Regions from separate parts of the Mus musculus genome. Here region 2 is linked to region 1. The links are chromatin contacts, called in public HiCAR-type maps. All regions are on one chromosome and are shown on one strand. Each heading gives the region's core, a stretch centred on a gene start, on an enhancer-like site or on the middle of the called end of the contact. The rest is flanking DNA. Distances are from core to core; before and after follow the strand shown. Region 1 overlaps Ttc22 (tetratricopeptide repeat domain 22). Region 2 holds the start of 1700047F07Rik (a long non-coding RNA gene).

Evidence for each region. HiCAR-type assays count read pairs that join an accessible place to other places.
Region 2: a HiCAR-type map of astrocytes shows a contact between it and region 1, with 2.6 times the contacts expected there. The contact joins the promoter of 1700047F07Rik here to the enhancer-like site in region 1. A contact is called at or near these places in 5 of 39 promoter capture datasets (the HPC-7 cell line, HPC-7-derived erythroid cells, cranial neural crest and 2 more), 1 of 115 datasets of contacts at active chromatin or transcription factors (astrocytes) and 2 of 9 other capture datasets (embryonic stem cells and liver).

What each region holds. Positions count from the first base shown.
Region 1 is chr4:106,629,407-106,632,106 of GRCm38.p6, reverse strand. All of the region lies in intron 1 of Ttc22 (tetratricopeptide repeat domain 22), which reads right to left. Among named protein-coding and RNA genes, the nearest start is that of Ttc22, 8.3 kb to the right of the region's middle. Within about 2 kb of position 1,381, at least 111 of the 459 cell types and tissues checked have an H3K27ac peak or open chromatin away from gene starts, as enhancers often do. A contact at or near this core is called in astrocytes, where this site is marked.
Region 2 is chr4:107,688,239-107,690,938 of GRCm38.p6, reverse strand. 1700047F07Rik (a long non-coding RNA gene) reads right to left here and starts at 1,339. Exons shown (of 4, transcript XR_867984.2): 1 at 1,201-1,339. It also overlaps a transcript of Dmrtb1 not described here and the pseudogene Gm12899.

The sequences.
Region 1 (2,700 bases), core at 132-2,631:
GACCAGGGCTGGAACCCCTAGCCCCGGGAGTTAGGGAATCAGCAGGGAAGAATATCAGGAAGCCCCAATATACCAGACTTAGGCTTTGGAGCCCATTTGTGGGAAACAGTTGGGAGCCATAGCAGGGGTTAGAGCTGGGTAGTGCCAACCTCCCACATGGAGGAAGGAAGCACCACACTTCCTTCCGTGACCCCATGACAAAAGATGGGGCTAACACAGGAGCTGATGGGATGGATTCTGGCTTCGAATGAGCAAATCAGGGGCTGGCAGCTCACACACCTGAGTGGTCCAACTGGGTGACCGTAGGGATGAGTACTTAGGGGCTGTATTCTTAACTGCAAAGGAGGATAGTGCTACATGCCTCTGGGGCCTGTGTGGGTGGGTCATTCCTAGGGCAAACACTCATGTCCTAGTATGGGCTGGCCTGGGGGTGTTTTGTCTAGTGTAATCTGTTTCAATACCCCAAAGAGCCATAGGATTTCAGGGCCTAGAGCCTGAAGATATCCCACCTCTCCCCATTCCCCCTTCTCTAGGGCTACAAGGCATCTTTCTTACTTCCACAGGACCCCAATTATGTTTTGTTTTGAGACAGTATCTCAGTCAGTATGTAGCCTAGTCCTGGACTTGTTGTGTAGCCCATGGTAGCCCATTTGCTATGTAGACATTCCTTTCATTGGCATTCAGATCCAAAGATGTTAAATTATTCCCTCAAACCACATAATCTGTGAATGACAGAGCTGGGAGTTCAACTTCTACTTCCATGGCCCTAGCCTCCAGTCTTTTCCTCAACACTGTTATTGATCTCCTTATTCTATATCCAGGAACACTGAGACCAGAGAGGCGGAATAACTCCATGTGAGATAATATCAAGGTTTACAAATGAGTCCTTCCCCCACCACTCTGCTCACCGTCAACATTCTAGAGTTTATAACCCAGTTACGGTTTTCATGATGGAAGCAACATCGCCACCTGGTGGAACTATCCCTGAATTGCAGGAGCAGTTCCTAGGTTCTTCTCTTTCCCTGCCTTCCAAATTTGGAGGCTAAACTGACATTTCCAAAATGTAGCTATTTGAATATGACACGTGACGAATCTCAAATGTAGCAGATCATACTTGTGAGTGGGCTTCAGGCTGGCTTCTGAATTACAGACGGGGTTAGTGGCCATGGAGTGGAGGCCTCAGAGTGCTGCTGGGTTTTCAGCATCCCGGAGAAGAGGCTCCTGGATGCTGTTCCTCCATAGTACAATGCCAGCCTGAAAATAGCCTTGTCCCTTTAAAAATCCTGGCTGTTTTGGAAGTAGCAGCTGAAGCTGTTACCAGGGGCAACCTGGCAAGCCACAGTGCATTAAATTAAACAGGCCTGTGACTGCCCGTGTGCTCCTGCCGAAAGGAGGGGCTGCTTGCCTCTCCTGCTGCAGAGCCTCAGCAGGCAGGCAAGGCACATAGCTCCAGGGTTCCCACTCCTAGAGGCAGCCTGGGAGGGGGCAAAGGCTGAGAGCACTCTGGAAGGAGTTTCTGGGACTGCTCGGCACGGGCTCTGTGTGGGACACTCCGTGCTCAATCATCATCAGTGCCCTGATGCTCTGACAGTGGCCAGCCAGCACCAGAGCCTTAGCTACAGGCTGGCCTCGATTCTCAGGAAGGGATCACATGAGACCCAGCCTGAGTGTACAGTGACCCTGGGACTAACGAGGTACAGGTGAGAGTGACAGATGACTCTAGGGCTTCCCTGAGCACCAGCCTCAGGATCCTCTGAATCTCTCTTGTTCCTCCTGAGATGGGGGAAGCTGGCATAAAGCTATGGAGGCTCCTGGCGTCACCCGCTTTTTCAGGCCACCTCTGACTTCAAGTTCACGTTTCCCCCACAGTATCGAACCACAAAGAGCTAGGGTTTAAACAGTGGCTACCATTTGCAAAGCACATTGAGCTTAATTAGGGCTTCAGAATGTCCTGTGTGGAAGGGAAAGTGGGGAAACTGAGGCAGGGTAGTGTCCCCAAAGCCAGGACTGAGACTTCCTCCTGGTATTCTTTACCCCCAGCCCCACCCTCCACCCTGTTTAATGAGAAAAGGTCTTCCTGAGCTAGCCCAAAGCTTGCACTCATCCTGTCTCCACCTCCTGCTAGGACTATAGGGGTGCATCTCCATACCCAGGCTTAGCTATTGTTATATTGATAGTCAAACCAATAAGTAGCACCCCCGATCTATGGTCTCGTCATCAACCCCTGCCTCCAGGTTCCGTGCCCTATTTGAGTTCCTGTCCTGACTTCCTTTGGTGATGAACAGTGCCATGGAAGTATAAGCTGAATAAAACCTTTCCTCCCCAACTTGCTTTTTGGTCAAGATGTTTCATGGCAGCAATAGAAATCCTGACTAAGACATTTGGTTTATTTTGTTTGTTTTGTTTTGAGACAGGGTTTCATACCGTAGTCTAGGTTGGCAATCCTCCTGCCTCAGTCTGGGTGTACTAGGATTACTGTGTGAGCCACCAGGCCTGACTTAGAAATGCAAAGTCTTGACTCACTCCTCTGTGGCTCTAGAGGTGTGGTTCGGAGATTGGTTTGCTTACTGTGCTAAGTTTGAAAGCCATTGGCTGGACTGATCGGGGGTGGCGTGAAAGTGGGCTGGTACTTTTTTAATGGGCCAAAGGATCAGACCCTTCTCCTCCGGGAAGCCTGAAGATCCTGCTTCTGTGGCTGGT
Region 2 (2,700 bases), core at 90-2,589, 1.1 Mb before region 1:
AACTCACGTTGACTAGCATTTCTCTTCAATTATTAATGAGGACATGAAGAGAGCTTGAGTGGTCAGATGTAGAATCTGAATAAACATTGCCTCAGGCCTGATGGTCCACCGGTACCTGATGTTCAAACTTAAATTTGATAATGCAAAGTCTAGCCTTTCAGTCTGTGGTATTGCTAAGCTGTGGAATGATGCAATTTATGCTCCAGACTTTGTGTGTGTGTGTATGTGTGTGTGTGTGGGGGGGGTTTGAGTCAGGGTCTGGGTAGCATGGAACATGCTATGTAGATTAGGCTGGCCTCTGTAGACTAGGCTGGCCTCAGACTTGCAGCAACCCTCATGCATCTGCCACAACAAACAACTCAATGACTTTAATATGTATGTAACACAATAAAAATACTATAAATAAAGTATATATAACATGTCTTCTCCTTTCTGGTGCTGGGAACTAGGCCTAGGATCTCACATGTACTAGACAAGCACCCACTGCACCTAGAATTTCACCCAGAAAATTTGAAAACCCTTATTGAGACTATGATATTCAAAAGACTCTTAAAATCTTTATTTTTTTGTCAGGATAACTAACAATTTTCTGTTAAGTACTTTGGTTTATTATTATAACAAGTATTTCCTCTCTTGAAAAACCCATTCAAAACATCCCAATCTTTGATGTAGGGAACTTTAAGAAAAAAAAATTTTTTTTTTATGTTTTTAAACAGGAACAAGAATTCTTCAAATTTCTATAGTTTGACAAATAGAAACAATTTCATTTCAATCTATTCTGGTGAACAGGAATTATTTTATACAGAAAATCATCCTGTCACTTCTGGCAAACTAAGAGTGAGTGCTATTCATTCACATGTCCCATGGAGTCGCAGTGTGATGCTGCCATGCTCACATAGATTACTTTATCACAGATCTTGCAGTGGGAAACAAGGTTTTGGGATGGCTGAAGCAAAAGAAATCAGATCCCACAGCATCTCCAGAAAGGAATGGATCCAACCTTCTCCATCAGGACAGTCTTGCTGGGGTGGGATGGGAAGGTGGATCATTCAGTGAAGCGGTTGCCATGTGAAGCGGTTGCCATGTAAACACAGAGACCTGAGCTTAGATGCTCAGCACCTGCGTAAAACCAAGGGCACATGCCGGTGACACCAGGGCTCAGGAGACAAAGAGAAAGATATAAAAGTAACTTCTACTCACCTGAGGTGATCGTTGTCTCCGAGGCTTGCTGCCTCTGTCTGCTAACCTACGCTAGTCCTGGAAGCTTCTAGCCTCTGTACAATCTTATCTAGGTCTAGAATATTTTCAGCCTCTGAGACTCGCTGCTGAATAAGCTCACACTTTCTAGGTTGGTTTTTTTTTTTCCTGAGCTTTGACTGTTTCAATCTGTTTTCTCTGTGTGTGTGTTTCTCTCTCTGCCTGTCTCTATCTCTGTCTCTCCTGAATTCCTTTGCTTGGTCTCATACTAACTTAGGCAATCTGTTCTAATCTTCTGGCTCCTTCTCATTCTATGGCTCATTCTGACTTCACCTATGTCTAGCTTGTTCTCTCTGCAGCCTGTCTCTGTAAAACTCCCCAGTAAAATTGCCTCCTTCCTTTCCTCTCTCTCTAAAACTCCTCTCTCTTAAACAGCTTCTCTTACCTCTCTCTTCTCATGAGAGTTGGGCGTATCCTATTCTCTCATACCTTTCTCTGGTTCACCACTTTGTCTGCCACTCAATTAGACATCACTTTCAAACACGGCTGCTTCCTTCTACAAACTAACCTGACCTTCATTGTTTGGGATTAAAGATGTGTGCTAAAGGTGTGTCTGTATTCCAGCCAGAGAGATTAAAGGTGTGTGCTAAGGGCTACCTACTTCATAACTAGAAACATTTTTTTTTCAGTAAATAACAATCTCAGGGTTCACAATGTGATCAAATATTCTTCAACAGGAATACACATATATATATATATATATACATATATATATATATATATATATATATATATATATATATATATATATTCATTCCTGTTGCTTCCTGGCCATTTAGTCTGGCTGAATCACTTAGCTCCTGGTTCATCGAGAGACTCTGTCTCAAAAAAAATAAGATGGTTAGTAATTGAGGAAGATATCCAGTATCTATTAGCTTACACACACACACACACACACACACACACACACACACACACACACACGTGTTCATACACAAAGACATACACACACACACATTTTTTAAAAATTAAAAAGTAGTCCTGGGCACTGCATAGTGTTTGAATCAACTCTGTCTCCTGTCTCTTTCCAGAGCAATGTGCAGGCAGCATCAACGGCCACGGTCAGGACCAGCTTTTTCCTGTTATTTCTTAAGACCGTTCTTGCCTTTCCCAGGAGCAACCGTCGTGGGCATCAGCATGAAAGCCTTGTCTCCTGTCTGTCTGTTCTGCTCACTGCTTGTCTCCCGTCTGTCTGTTTTGCTCACTGCTTGGCTTTGTAAACGGGACTTTCACTCTGTCTTAGCGATGACCAGGGCAAGTCCAGACAAAGCCGTGCTTCCAGCTCTGTCTAAGCCATTAACACCCGCTGGGTTAGCCAAACACCCCTCTGGCTCAGGCTGCCCAGTGCAGCTGGTGGTCAGTGGATCCTGCCTGCTCGGTCACATCCCTGCTTGGAATTAGCTGAGTCCTGCCGCCCTTCCATCAGTTGATAACGCTTGAGTC